2 separate regions of the Rattus norvegicus genome follow, and region 2 is linked to region 1. A link is a contact called in public Hi-C data. All regions are on one chromosome and are shown on one strand. The core of a region is the stretch at or near the end of the contact, and the rest is flanking DNA. Distances in the headings are between cores, read along the strand shown.

Region 1 (7,603 bases), core at 1,640-4,139:
AACCGTCCACACAACCCTGCTCTCTGCTAGACACCATGTGAGCAATGCAGAGATGGAGTTTCTCCCCTTGGGTGTCACAGCTAACGATGGCTAACTAAATGGCCATTGGGCACTAGGAGCGAGGCCCCGCAGTGTTGAGAGCAGAGTAAAGGAGTGCACAGTTCTCGCCTTGTCTCTCTGGAGAGGCCCCACAGAGGATCCTGGGGTGGAGACAGCAAGACAGTGACTTCAGCTCCTCTTACCAGGCTGTGACCTCTCATGTACCTACCAGCTGCTAAGTGTAGCATCCCTGTCCCTTCAAGAGTTGTTCTGGCCCCCTTTGCCTGTGGGTCAGATCTTCTGACACTTGGGTGGGAGCCCTGGACATGAACCCTTCGTGGGCTATCCCAACGTGCTTCCTACCATTCTCTCAGATGCCATGAGCCTCCAGTAGGTGCTGTCAACCCTTAGGACTTGGATGCAGACCTTCAGAAAAGACACCTCCATACTAGATATCAGAGGACCACAGTGGCTCAACCAACCTATAATCTGATCACTTGAGAGACAGAAGCGGGAGGACAGCGATGAGTCTGAGTCTAGCCTACCTAGTGAGTTCCTGTCACAAAGGTCCCAATACTGTCTAAAGGACAGCAAATCCTATAACTGGTGATCCTGCCCTCCTCTGCCACTGAGAGGAAAAAATTGAAACTAGGGGGAAAAGTGAAAAGAGTAGGCCTGACAAGAAGTTGGGGTTTAGGAAAAATGGAGGCCCTGGTCACTCAGCATAGTCTCCCTCAGATGGGCAAGGAAAAGCCAGAGGGAGGAGATTGGGGGGGGGGAGTTGTCCTTACAGTCACTAGATGACATAAGGGAGGGAACTACCAGTGTGGCTGTCTCTCCCCTGGGCACTAGCCCTCTCCTGTCCTAGGAAAAGGATCTTCAAAGAACCAAAGCCTTGTGTTTGGTTTTTATTTTTATTAAAAACCTGATTTTCTCACTGTATTTATGTGCTAGCCTTGTTCCTTCTGGGTGTAGATTTCATGGGTGGGGCCGGAAGGCAGTTTGTTCAAGTGGCAGTTACCGTGGCTCCCTGATTAAAGTCACCTGTCCAGGCAGGGTCCTGCTGACCCACCTCCCCGTCCTTCACAGGCTGGCTCGCTTGCTCTCTATGATGCCCCTCCAGTCATCACTCCAGGAAAGCAGCCGTCTCCTAGTGGGGGGCAGGGCCAGGTGCTGATTGTGGCAGCAGGTGAACAAGATGTGCTCCCAGCTTGGGGTCTCCTCTAGGCCTGGGGCAGTAAAGACAGAACGTGCGGTCTGTAATCTGGTTATTTTTACTCCTCTCCTTAATCCCAGCAGGCCAGGCGCCTGGAGATGGTCAAGGTTAATAGACCCAACCTTGAATGTTGTCTTTGTCATCAATGAGCAGGTCTCCCATGACCACTGTCTTGTCCCTAGTCAGGATAATCCGCTCCACAAACTGTGGCCCCAGGTTCTGCTCCACCCAACGGTACTGTATAGATCGAAAAAATAAAAAAAAAGGTTAGTAGATCCCCAAATGCAAGATCAGTAAGGCATGGGGGCTAAGTGGGATAAGCCCTCAAAAGCACGGAACCCCTTTCACCCAGCCCCCAGTTTCTGAAGCGTATTTTTTAAATCAAAATTGGAAAGCCAAATCTGCGCAGGCGCCAGCACCTTCTCGCCCACACAGTGGTCGTACTTCCGCAGTGGGGTGGTGCAGATGAAGACATCGGTGCTGCGGAGAAGGGGGTGCAGTTAGGCCTGGGGCACTGGCCGTCTTCCCGCCACCCCCTCCTCACCCTCCTTACTCTTGCATGGCGTTCATCTCTCGCAAAGCGTCCAAGGCTCCAGGGATGGGCTCCAAGTTTAGGAAAAAGCCCGGAGCTTCATAGACACTGGCCACTTTTTCCTGAGAGAGAGATCGGTCTTGGTCCCGCTCCTGCCTTCCAGCAGGGGGAGCCCCAGAGAGAGGACCCACAAAAGATTCTGCAGATCTAGGTTCCTGTGTGTTTGGGTGTATGCGCGCGCGCATGTGTACCAGTGTGTGTGTGTGTGTGTGTGTGTGTGTGTGTGTGGCGGGGGGCGAGGGGCGTGTGTGTACCCTTTCAAGCTTTCAGGTTCGGGGTGAACTGTGAATTCACACAGCTTAACTGATTCTGCAGATCTCAGTTCCTGTGTCTGTCCGCGCGCGCGCCCGCGCTCGTGTGCTTACCCTGTCTGTGTGTATGTGTGTGTGTGTACCCTTTCAAGCCGTGTGTGTGAGTGTGTGTGTGTGCGCGTGCGTGTGTGTGTGTGTGTGCGTGCGTGTGTGTGTTCGTACGTGTTCGTACGCGCGCGTTGTGTGAGTACCCTTTCAAGCTTTCAGGTTCGGGGTGAACTGTGAATTCACACAGCTTAACTGATTCTGCAGATCTCAGTTCCTGTGTCTGTCCGCGCGCGCGCCCGCGCTCGTGTGCTTACCCTGTCTGTGTGTGTGTGTGTGTGTACCCTTTCAAGCCGTGTGTGTGTGTGTGTGTGTGTGTGTGCGCGTGCGTGTGTGTGTGTGTGCGTGTGTGTGTTCGTACGTGTTCGTACGCGCGCGTTGTGTGAGTACCCTGTCAAGCTTTCTGGTTCGGGGGTGAACTGTGAATTCGCACAGCTTAGCTGCCTCGAAGAGAGCTCAAAACTAGAGGTTCCCCGTCGGGTCTCCTACCGCCAGGTCCGGCCGCAGGGCTCCGTACTGCTCGCTGGCGAGGAAGCCCCGGCGCTGTTCCAGCGGCACATGCGGTTCCCCGGGGAAGCGACGGCGGAAACCCTGCAGAAGGCCGGACTCGAAGTCAGCTAGCACGCCGTCCATGTCCACCAGCACGCGCACCGGCCGCTTCACCGCCATTGCCACGCCCGGGGTCTCCGCGGAGCACCGCAGCAAGCACCGAGGATGCCAGACCCGGAAACAAGCTTCCGGGACAAGGGTGTGGGCGGGCCCGACTCTGATCATTTGCATGAGTGACCAACTAGGTACCCAGGAAGACATTGCGTCCCTTGAGGGACTACAGCTCCTGTGCAGCATCAGAATCCCTCTCCCATAACCTCCAAGATCCGAAATACTTTGCAATGGGGGACCCGCTCCGCACGCTGCATGCACACTCTGCCTCTCCCATGCTTGTCCATGCTGGAAGCTGACAAGATCATGAGTGTCCCAGTTCACAGGATGAGAAGGGACCCCTTAAAGCCAACTGTGATCATGAGCTGTGCTCTCAAGAGACAGAACTCATAAGCCAGAGTTGGTTTGAAACAGTAGAGTTGTTTTCAATCTGAGCCCATTACTTTTTCCGTGGAACCCAGGTCTCCTGTAGAATCGAAAGCTTCTATGTCCTTCTAGAAAACGTTAACCGTTCACACACACCCCACACCTGTTCTTGTAGATTTCAGAGTCCATGGCGATATCACATCAACCTATAAATGCAGATTTGAGTGAACCCTCTTGGTGGCTAGTCTTCCTCATGTAATGACTTTTTTTCTGACTCGGTTTCTCCAACACAGCCCTGGCTGTCCTGAAACTATGTGAACCAGGCTGGCTTCAAACTCCCAGAGATTTGCCTGCTTCTGCCTTCCACGTGCTGGGGTTTAAAGGTGGGCGCCGCTACACATTGTATGACATGACTTCTAAACCATGGCAGAAGTATGGCAAGATAGAGCAGACACCTCAATGAAAAGCCAGCACGCAGGAGGCAGAGGCAGAGGCAGGCAGACCTCTGAGTTCCAAGACAGCCAGAGCTACAGAGTGAAGACCCCCGCCCCCAACTTAAACAAATTTTAAAAAACACAAGAAAGCAAACAAAACTGGTAAAACAATAAATCCTGGTAAGTTCTTACTTTGGGACTGAATTTTCACTAAGCCAAGCCAATTTTCACATAAAAGGTTTGCTTATCTGCAGGTTTCTCTCCTGCCTCTTCTGTAATTTATATAAAAGTATTTTGCAAACCCCATACATGCATTCAATGTATTTTTAATCCTGTTTACCAGACTTCCCCCCAACATCTCCTGGACACCCCCTCCTTTTTTTTTTTTTTTTTTGCAACAGTGTTTCAGGCATTCGGGTTTGCCTCAAATTCACTACCTACCTTGGCTAGCCACTAACTCAAGATGCTCCTGCCCCCACCTTAAGTGTTGGGATTAAATGCATGTACCACAGCACCCCACATCTTAAAAGAGTTTATGCCTCGCCTCACAAGAGCCCCACCTGCCTTTGCCTCCTGAATGCTGGGATTAAAAGTGTGCTACCGGCTGGCCCAGCAAATGTTCTTAAGCAATCTTCCAAACACACTTACCCTGTTTAAAGAGGTTTGAAGATGTGACTTTACAAATTTTCTAACTTGGGGTGCTAAACCCCCTCCTGCAAATGTTTCCAGACAGCCCCCTAAAATCTGCTCCATTACTTCTGATGTTGGCTGAACCTCCACACCCCCAGAACACCTGCCACCCGGTGCTTCTCTCTGTAATAAAGTGAAGACCAACTATCAACTTAGAACACCAACTAGGGAACTCCCTTCTCGGGAGCCCCACCCTTGCTAAGAGGCTGAGAAAGATGGGTACAGGTTTACTTCCTGTGAGATTCACATGAGAAATTCAGGCCTTTAAAAGCCATGGCCCTACTCAGGAGGCTAGCCTGTTACAATACACAGAAATGATTGTAGGCTACAGCTGTTAATCAAACATGTAAAATGCTTTAGAACCTAGTTATCTTTTTTAAAATATGTTATGTATAGGACTACAGTGTCCATAGGCAAGGGAACCCAGCCTGTCAGAAACACAAGTGGACCTACAGCCAGGTCTTAAATCAAGATCTGGAAATCACATGACATTGTGACAGTTGATCTGAACCTTCCTGTCCATCCGCCACCTCAGTTGGTGGGGCAGCCTGTGTAGTCATGCAGAATCTCCCTCTGCAGCCTGCATTGTTGAGCATTAGCCATTGTGGATCTCAAGGTAGAAACCTAAACCTACCTTGGCACTGGGGGTGAGAGCAGATGGGATGGATGACAGTGAAGGTGACAAGGGAACAGAAAGGATCTCCACACACAGAAGACTGGCTGCAGGGGTTCAAAGTCAGGGCATCCTACATCTGGCCCGGCTCCAAGACAGACTTAAATGTGGGTCTGGCCCTACACAAGGATCAGAGGTACAAAGGCCCACTCTGGCCAGCTATGTACTACACACAGCCTGTGGAATGCTAACAGTGTCATTGTGTCTTTTTGAGTATCTGCTATGTATGTGGGAGAGGGTGTAGCAGAGGGAGGGGGATCCCATCTGGGCCTCCTGCTGGACTGCAGGCAGAAGTGAGCCACCTGGGTGCTGGGACTTGAACTCAGATTCTCTGGAAGAGATTCCCAGGTGCTCTTAACCACTGAGCCACCTCTCCAGCCACACTGGCTCAACTCTGAATGCTTTATTAAATTACCAAATGTCGTTAGGTGGCAGTTTCTAGGAAAGGAAAGGTGCAGGAAGGACATTCAAAACATTGCCAGAAAGACAGGACTGGAATGCAACCCACTGTCCTGCAGGAAACGCTCAGAAACCCTCAGTCGGTCGGTTCCATTCCTAGCACTGCATACACGGTGGCGCATACCTATAACACCGCACTTGAAGGTGGAGTCAGGAATCTAAGGGCAGCTTCAGCTACATAGACACGGTCTGTGTGTGTGTGTGTGTGTGTGTGTGTGTGTGTGTGTGTGTGTGTGTGTGTGTGTCTCTCTCTCTCTCTCTCTCACACACACACACACACACACCCTCTACCAAAAAAAAAAAAAAAAGAGACAAAACACAGTGCTTCAAAAGTTGGGTATTGTTTACTTTAAGCAACAGTCCAGGACTAAGAAGTACAGGGATGCGACTTTCTTCATGGTCAAGCACCAGCGTCATGCACATGGCAGAGTTCTTCCAGCGTCATGCACATGGCAGACTTCTTTCATTAGGAGTCCCTGTGGGCCCTACAGCCCCACTCGGGGACGGCCTCCCTTGTGGCTTCACCTTGCAATTCCAGGCAGCTTGCTTGTATACCTGAAGCCATCCTCTGCACTGGTGGCTCTGCCCACGGCCGGCCAGTCACAGTGGCCATTGGCTTCCTCTGCTTTGCAGGCAGTGGGATGTGAGGTATGGCCACTTTGATCATTCCATATGGCACAGGACCATGCACTGTGCAAAGGACACCGATGTATGGTGGGGCAACAGCAAGGAGAGCAGAGCGCTGCCCTGGGGACAGCTGGGAGCAGGGGCTGCAGGGCAGGGCCTGTGGCTGCTGTCTGCCCCACAGTAAGCCAAGTACAGCGTCAAAATCCCTGGTACACAAGTCTCTACACATCAGGAACCAGATCATCTGTTCTTAAGAACAGGCTACTACTCCGGTCTACTACTAAAACACACTCATGCCGCGGCCCACAGACCTAGGAGTCAGACAGACACAAGAGAGGAAGAGAGAAAGGGGGGAAAAAAGACAGCAGTACATAAAGTGCTTCTTTTTTAATGAAACAAATCCAAAAGATGTACAGTCAGGCTCACGTTGTGCAGTTCACAAGCATGGAAGAAACAAACAGACAGAAGGACAGAGTTCCAACAGAAGAAGCTAACCCAAGACCAGGCTGGACTTGCCGCCAGGGGGGTTTCTCCTGGATGGCGCTGGGGCCGGAGCCACTGGGCTGGGCACAGGAGCAGCGGGCACCGGCTTCTCTTCCACCTGTGCCAGGCTGGCTTGGAAGTCTGTGTCCACATTTTCTAGAAGACAAAGTTTCGAAATGGTTCAAACATGCAGACAAAAAGGTTTGTACCCAGAAATGGGACCCGCCAGTGTGTTGCCTATGGTTCTGTGCACCTATGGTTTTCAAATGTATACAAACAGGCCAGGGGTGGTAATACGTGCCCTAATTCCATGTGGTACATGTGGTAGAGGCAGGAGAATCAGGAGTTCAAGGTCATACCTTGCTATATAGTATGTTTGAAGCCAACCAGGGTTACAGGCGGACATCTTTTCTAAAAATGAACAATAAAAGCGCAAGGCCCTGGGTTCGATCCCCAGCTCCGAAAAAAAGAACCAAAAAAAAAAAAAAAAAGGAACAATAAGTAAAATATATGAACAGACTGTCTGCACTCCTCTGTGCACGTGGAGGCCAGAGCATGATGGTGTCTGTACCAAGGCTCTTGGCCTTATTGCTTTTGGATGGGTCTCTCACAGATCCTGTGTCCACCTTCCATGGCACTGGGTCACAGGAGGATGTGGCCCTGCTCAGATCCAGGAGCTGGCACAGCAGCCTCTCTTAGTCAGTGTGCCATTTGCCCAGCACCAAGAGCTTTGAACTTGTGACCTTCCTAAAGCCTCCGAGATGGTGGGTTTTAGGAGCAGGCACCATATTGGCAACTCCATCTATGAACCTTGAACTCAGTTACACGGAGTGACGTAAGTCTTCAGCTACATGTAAAATCAGCCTGAAGCTTTTCCCCTGAAGTGAGAGAGAAAAGATCCCTAGTGCCTGGCTACAATTCCATTCTCCAAGAATCAGCGTCAGATGTGCAGCACCTGTGTTTGTTTGTGGTTTTTGAGGCCTGCTTTCATTGTGTAGCCCTGGCTGT
Region 2 (7,603 bases), core at 2,244-4,743, 310 kb after region 1:
GAGGTGCAGGGCTGCTCCACTTGGCAGGAGTACAAGGAGCTGCTGAGGAGACGACAGATGCAAAGGAGCCAGCCCCGACCTCCACACCTATGGGGCCAGTCTGTTACCCCCTTGCTGAACCCCGATACAGCCGATTCTCCAGGTATCCCTCACTACTGGGAGCAGAGAGAGACTTTTGAAAGTGGATGGTTAGACTGGGGCTGGCTAAGGCCTGAGGTGTGTGAGAAAGCTGTGCAGTGGAGAGGGACCTACAGTGGCTGTTCTGTAGGTGGTGGCAGCAGCCACGGGGGACGGTTTCCTGATGAGTCATCGCCCAGCGATGCTCGTGGGGGATGAACGTTGTGCCCGCATCCTTAAGACCATACCCAAGCTTGCTGGACGACTTTGCCAGCAGCCAGCTCTGGGTCTTCCCCTCTTCCACAGCCTGCTAGCCAAAACATGGAGACGCCACAGGGAGAAGTTCTAGCCAGATGATAGGAAAGCTCACTGTGTGCTCTCGGTTATAAACATGTGGAACTAAGTATAGGGCCTGAGCCGAGTGTAACAACAGACTCTGTAAAGGCGTCCCCGGGAGCGTGGTAGATTGTGGGTGAGTCTAGAGTTACCAAATGAGTTTGTACTGCCACTGTGTGGGGCATAACTTAAGCTCAGCGCATTCCGGTAGAGCCGGTGATCCTAACCTGGGTAGCAGATCTGTCCGTGTCACGGGCGTGTGTAGAAGGTTGACTCCCTTCCTCAACGTCTTGTAGCCGCCGTCCTGCAACGTATCTCTGTACTGCAGACAACGCACCTTGCTGATGGAGGTTACCGGTGAGTCTCAGCCCTGCTCACTGTCTCCATGACACTGGCTGCCAGGTGGAGCAACAACTGGGATTTGATTCCTGGAGTTGGGTGTGAGTCAGAGGATCACCCCCGGGACACCTGCCTACATCCTTAGCTCCCAGTGACGGGAACGGGAAAGGGAAGAATGAGAAAGATGGTGGCTATACCCCTGGTGATGCCTCCTTGTAGAGTTATTAATAGGAAACGTTTCAGTGCGGGGGGGGGGGGTAGGAGGCAGGTTGGCAGAGGAGAGTCCTCGTCTTAAAGTTTCTTACTTGGCTTACAGGCTGCTGGAGAAGTCTGGGGGCTTGGAGATCAGCTTCGATGTTTACCAGGCTGACGCTGTGGCTACGTTCCGGAAAAACAGCCCTGGCAAACCCTACGTGCGAATGTGCATTAGTGGGTATGAAATGACTGAGTGCCGCCAGCCGCCGCCAGCCCGTCCCTCCACCCCTGTCCCCGAGAAGAATCTGAGGTCCAGAGGGGTTAAGTGCCCCTATCTACGGCCATATGGCTGGTTGGTGCCATGGGAACCCAAGATTCCCATCCTTGGCTCCACGTTACTGGCTTTTGGGGGGGGGGGTAGTCTTTCTCGTCTTCCACCTTTAGCCCTGGACTTACTCAGCAGAAAGGACTTGATTTGGAGGGATTTACTGGCTAAGAGTGGTGAGAACCCACACGCCCTATCCCTCCACTCTGGGGCTCTCCTGAAAGCATTCATCAGAGCCCCGGAGTCTGCAGAAAGCAGAGCCCAGAGGCCAGTATTCTTGTAACCCCATCTCTTGTCTGACAGCCTTCCTGCCCTGGAAGGCCATGGTTGGCTATGACGGGGTCTCAGTCTACTCTTCCTTCTCACAGGTTTGATGAACCTGTCCCAGACCTCTGCAGCCTCAAGCGGTTGACCTACCAGAGTGGGGATGTTCCCCTGATCTTTGCTCTGGTGGATCATGGTGACATTTCCTTCTACAGCTTCAGAGACTTCACACTGCCCCAGGATCTGGGGCACTGAACACAGCTCTGGGAATGGCTTTCTCCGGGGTGGGGCCTGGACTGCTCTCAGGGACCGTGTCGGCTGTCTCTCATACAGGACTCACCTGGACCTGGCCACTGGGATCTATGGTCCTAGGTGTCTTCTGTTTGTAGGGAAGAAGAGCACGCCCTCTTGCCTGGTTATTGTGCTTTCAAGCCCACTGCCTGGAAGTGCTACCTGGCAGTGACCGCCCCTTGGAACTCAGGAGTTGTTTTCAGAGGCCCAGGAGTTGGGGTAGAAGAGGAGACTCTGTGCCTTTATTCAAGGGGGTGCCTGCTTCGTGCCATAAAGCCAAAGCCATTAAAAAAAATATTTTCTGCTGTGGTTGAATATGCTTATTGGACTACCCCTCCCCTCCATTCCTGCTTCGTCCATTGTTGGGGAGGAGAACCCTGGCGGACCATGGGAGAACATGCCCAGGACTTTGAACACGGAGTTGATGGACTTCTGAAGAATACCAATGAGACAAGAGTCCAATCTGTTGGTCCTGCCCTGGGTGGTGTCAGGAGGGTGGCTGAGCGTCCTGAGTCGGTTGGATTGTACCCCAGCCACACTGAGGGTCCATCCACAGTTAGGTTAGCCCCGCCTTCTTAGCTTGAACTAAAAACTATCCTGGCTACAGACTGTTCCCCTCCCACCCCCTTGGACCTCAGGCTCCAGCGTCCCTTCTGAAGGCACAAGTCGGGGGTCTTTGAGTAGTGGTTACGGAGTTCGTCATTATGTCTTCGTTCCCATACCACGCTACTCATGGGTCTGAAACCTGCCTCTGCTGGTCATTATATTTATATGGAAAGCTCTCTTGAGAATCCCGCCTACCTATGCCCCTCACTAGACAGCCGCGGGAGGGGAGTGAAGTCCTGCCCCACGCTCTCTTGCTTGACTATTGGCGTTTTTAAGTCCACTGCCTCCACGAAGTCGCGTCCATCCTGGAGAGCACTCAGGGACTATTTCCTCTTCCCAGGGGCGGTGGGACACCTAGAGCTGTGAGCAGTCCTGTGACCAGGTGCGCACAGGTGAAGGCGGGGTCCGGCACGCTGCGCTAGGTGCGGCTTCTCACCGCTGCCCCGCCCCTCGTTACTGGGGCCGCGATTGGCTGGAGAGCGGCCCCCGCCCTCGAAGACTCCCAGGATGCGCTCCCGCCCAGTCCGCTCGGCCTAGGAGGCGGGGGCGGGGCGGGGCGAGGGCTCGGTAGGCTCGCCCTGTATGTAAATCGTGGCGGCTCCGCCTCCCCCCGCTCGCCGCGCCGGAGGTGAGCAGGAAGCAGACGGCCGCCCTGCAGCCCGTGGGCCGGAGCAGGGAACCGAAGTGGTGGGTGACGGTCGCTGAGGGACGCCGAGGCCTCGGGCAGGGCCCGGCCCGGGATTGCAGGTGAGCCCACCTGGCTTTACAGGACTTTATGGGGTGCGGACCACTAGGGGCGGCGCGGCCCGCGAGGATCCGAGTCCCTAAGGTTTCTCAGGCGGGTCGGAGAGGGCAGCGCCCAGGTCTGCCCTGCTCGCCCAGATCTCCAAGGTTTGGCTCGTCCCGGAGAAAGACACCTGTAGAAAGTGGCGCTGAGAACTTGTCTTTTCCTGTTCCGCCCCCCGGATTACCAAACTTGGGACTCGGGTTTGCACAATCGTGTTGACTTTCGGGAGCAGGGAACAGGTGTCTGGCGTGGCTGGGTGCGGGGGGGGACACAGTGAGCAGAGACACCGTTCCGGGACCCTTGTGCGAGGGGCCTCGACGCAGAACCCGACGACCCGGCTTCCTGTGACCCGGCGTCGCCAGCGGCGTCTGGGGTGGGTTACCTTGGCGGCTTAGCTCTTACCTCTGCCATCTGGGCGCTCTCCCTGCCCGCCCTTGTGCCTCCTAATCCTCCGACTCAGGAAGTCCGCGGGTGGGACTTGGTTCTCTCGTAGAAAGGGGGGCCTTTATATCCCCGGAGCGGCTCTGAACACCTTTAGGCAATGGTATTGAAACCCAGTCTATTTTGCACGTTGATGGGTGGGTGTTACACTGTGGAACTTGTCAAAGAGTGGAAAATTCTTGCCAAGGAAAGTGTGCTTTGCTTTCGCTCGGTTTGGACGGTTGGACACTGGGCCTTAGCTGTGGGAAGTGGCCCTAACTGGGGTGACCGCGCTGTAGCTCTTAAAGGGTTTTCACCTGAAACAGGTGAACTTCCGGTAAGGAGGGGCGGGGCTTCGGTACCGCGTCCCTTCCCACGGGGACCCTTAAGTCGATGTAGCCTCTAGAGATTCTGTGTTAAAGTCCGTTCTGAGCTAGATGTGTCAGGGTAACAAGGAAATGTTTGTGGGAAGAACCGAGCTGCGCTGTGGCCTGCCTAAAAGAAGGCAAAGTTAGAGTGGCTTTGGGAGGAGATCAGAGCAGATTGGCAGGAGGATGGAGGAAAAGATGTCTCAACAAATGTGTCGGGTAATTTTTTTCTCCTTAAATTTTTATTTATGTATTTATTGGTTGATCAATTCATTCAAACAGGGTTTCTCTGTAGCCCTGGATGTCCTGGAACTTACTCTGTAGACTAGGCTGGCATCGAACTCACAGAGATCCACCTTGCCTCTGCCTCCCAAGTGCTGGGATTAAAACTGAGCTAAATTGCTACTTCCTCCCCTCCCTCGCATGGCTCAGGTAGTTTTCTTGAGTCATATGCACACAGAATTTTTGATAGCTCTCCAACCAAGCTCTTTCTGTCCTCTGAGCAGCTTGGACCAGTTCCCTGGAGAGCATTTCCAGGTCCTTAGGATATTTTGCATCTCTGCTCTTCCTTCAGGCAGCAGCAGCTCCTCTTCAGTGACAGATTGGTATAATTTTTTTTTTTTTTTTTGGTTCTTTTTTTTCGGAGCTGGGGACCAAACCCAGGGCCTTGCACTTCCTAGGTAAGCGCTCTACCACTGAGCTAAATCCCCAGCCCTATAATTTTAATCATATTAAACGATTTAGTCTCAGCCAGGCAGGGGCAGGCAGATCTCCCGAGTTCGAGGCCAACCCTGTGTCAAAAAGCAAAACAAAATTTAGTCCCTTTTATTACATCTAAATTTTATTTTTTGTGTGTGCCTGGGTGTGTGTGTGTGGGGGGGGATGTGCATGTGACGGTGTGTGTGTTTGTGTAGGCCAGAGGACAAGATGGGGGAAGTGCTCTCCTTCCACCATAAGGCCTTGAGGCTGAACTCCGGCTTGGCGCCAGGTGCCCTTACCTGATGCCAGCTATAAAATAACCTTCAATAAACAGTACCAGAAAAAATAAATAAAGGGAAGGCTCAAATAATCCCTGTTCGTTAAGACATGGAGCTAGGTGTGTGGTTCACGCCTATAACCCCAGCACTCCTGAGACTGAGGCAGGAAGATGGCTACAAACTGGGAAGCCAAACAGGCCTCTTGTTCTTATTTTAAATTCCTGTGTGCATTCGAGTGTACGCCACATGAGTGCAGGTACCTCCAGAAACCGAAGGCATCAGAGCCACAGGCATTTTATGTGGTGGGAACGGAACTTGAGTCGTCCGGAAAAGTTGCAAACGGTCTTAACTGTTGAGCCATCTCCCCAGCCCCAAGACCCTTTTTCAAAAAACAAGAGGCAGTGGAAATCTATAGTTATGAAAACAAACGCGTTCAGAAGGTGGGAAGCGAGGCAGAAAAGGATTCTCCCTTTTGCCTGCTGTCTTTTCTTCACACAGTACCTCATCCCAGGCATCAGATGACTATGAATCCTACCTTCTAGTTCTTGCTTCAATAGCCTGAGGTCTTTCGCTTAACCACTCTGGGCCCTGGTTTCCCAGAGTTGCTGAGAACATGAAATCCTGAGCTCAGATGACCTAGTACATAGCAGGCATCCACACTGCAGAATTTGTTCATTTTCCTAGAAGCGTAAAACGGGCCCAATTAGCCTCGTGTTGGCTTTTAGGTAGGCACCTGGCCGGCTGAGGGAACTTGCAAAATCAGTGCTCATGATTTTGTGACCTTTTGAAGTCACTGAAGCTGAAGATCAGAATTGTATCATGGGGCCATGCCTGGGGTACGGAAGGGGTATTGCCTCTTCTAGCCTTTCCCTGTCACTTGAAAATTCCCTTACTCTTTGGGAAAGCCAGCCGGGGTTAAAGGTTAAGAGACCTGTCTGTCTGTCTGTCTGTCTGTCTGTCTGTCTGTGTCTTCTGAGTATAGAACCTGATCTGTTTCTGCTCTCCACCCCAGGCTTACTCTGTCCACTCTACACCCTGTATAGGGGTAGGGCAGGAAAGTGAGGCATTGCTGTTCAGCTCTGCCCTTTTTCAAACAAGCCCAGTCACACTTGGAGGTCTCCCCACTCCTGCCTGCCCGGGAAGAAAAAGGAGTCCAGGGAAAGTCTGGAGTCTTTGCCTTTGGCTGGTAGCCACTTGGTATCCTGTAGAAGAACCTGAGTGGGTCTGACAGACCCTCTGGGGCCTTAGCTTCCTTGTTTTCCAAGACAGCCAGGAGCAGCTGTTGAGACACCTGAGATGTGCACTACTGGAGGCTGGGGAACTGGCGCAGCCTCAGCAAGGTGGCTCCTCAGAGCTGCACTGGCCCCCCACTCTGGTTCCGGGAGGCCCTCTTATCTCCCTCGGTGATAGCACTCTCTCCCGCCTCCTATGCTGGGGCATGCCAGGTCTGCTTGGCAACTTTTGTTTCCCTCAGCCCAGGTACAATTTAGGCAGGAGATGGGGAGGACATGGGCGTTGCCCATCAGCCACCTGTACCGCCTGTCCTCCCAAGTCTCCGCTCTGTAGCTGTGCCCAGCTTTCTTTGAGATGGTTTTCTCCATCTGCACTGCCTCAGAGGAAACTGGTCCTTTGAAGAGTCACTTGCCCTTCCCAGGAACCATGAGGAATTCTTGAGCTAGGAGAGGCTCCTGTGGGCGTGGGGACAGGGAAGCCAAGAGGTACCTGACTCTACCCTTTAGGAATTCAGCAAAAGACTAGAGCCATCTCTTGAGGGACTTGGCTTTGGATTCTCAGGGCAAATAGTATTTCATATTTAATAATATTATTCTGGGATCTTGTCGAGGAGTTGGAAATCCCAAAGCCACAGTCTGTGACAGGGCCTGCAAAGTTACCTCGGAGGATGCTGTCTCTGACGTCTGAGTGGCCTTTATCCGAGTCTTGAGAGCAGGACACGAGTGTTCTCGTAGGACCCTGTAGGTTCCACTTCAGCGTCTTTAAGGTCAGTGACTAGAGAAGACCATGGCTATCTAATCGTTGGTTGAACAGAAGGTTCTCGTTGTATCTTGATCCTGGGCGTTGGAGGTAGCCTTAAAGCAAGATCTCTCTTGTGGTGTTTTCTTCCTTTCCAAAGGGCAGGAGATCATGCGTGACAGGAAGCAAACATAGCTTATGATCACACATTAGCAGATGACACCAGTTGTAGGGTAGGAAGAACCAAAGAAGCGGTCGGGATGTGCCGTCATGGGGTAGAGCTGGACGCCGCTTTACAAGGTTAGACTTGCCAAGAGGGGAGCGAAAGACTTGAGAAGGCAAGAGAATTCTGAGAGTAAAATTGGAGTGCCTCATTGGGAATACAACTGGATGAGACTGGCATGGTCCCCTCTTCCTGTCACTAACTGCTGGGGACAATGGTGTTTAAGGACTGGCAGGAGGTCCTAGGATGAGGTTGGCCTGGGGCCGGGTAACCCAGTCAAGTTGCTTGTCTGTTTCTGGTGCATTTTACTTACTGCATGTGTGGGGAGCCTGGTTTTAGATGGCAAAAGAGGGTTAAGTGGGTGGGCATCTGGGAGATTTTGGG

What was found. Hi-C and Micro-C count contacts between places; a contact is called where the count stands out from the background.
Region 2: a contact with region 1 is called in a Hi-C map of prefrontal cortex, with 3 times the contacts expected there. The contact joins the promoter of Llgl2 here to the promoter of Nt5c in region 1. A contact is called at or near these places in 4 of 12 Hi-C or Micro-C datasets (frontal cortex, mammary epithelial cells, prefrontal cortex and 1 more).

Annotation. Positions count from the first base shown.
Region 1 is chr10:101,237,618-101,245,220 of GRCr8, forward strand. Nt5c (5', 3'-nucleotidase, cytosolic) reads right to left here and starts at 2,890. Exons shown (of 5, transcript NM_001271189.1): 1 at 2,693-2,890; 2 at 1,809-1,909; 3 at 1,675-1,735; 4 at 1,378-1,492; 5 at 935-1,268. The coding sequence starts at 2,872. The coding sequence ends at 1,123. Armc7 (armadillo repeat containing 7) reads left to right here. Exons shown (of 3, transcript NM_001127522.1): 3 at 1-980. It overlaps Jpt1 (Jupiter microtubule associated homolog 1), which reads right to left. Exons shown (of 5, transcript NM_001005876.1): 5 at 5,811-6,751. The coding sequence ends at 6,603.
Region 2 is chr10:101,546,850-101,554,452 of GRCr8, forward strand. Llgl2 (LLGL scribble cell polarity complex component 2) reads left to right here and starts at 3,494. Exons shown (of 26, transcript NM_001127549.1): 1 at 3,494-3,633. Tsen54 (tRNA splicing endonuclease subunit 54) reads left to right here. Exons shown (of 11, transcript NM_001109576.1): 8 at 1-142; 9 at 750-810; 10 at 1,109-1,225; 11 at 1,681-2,173. The coding sequence ends at 1,831.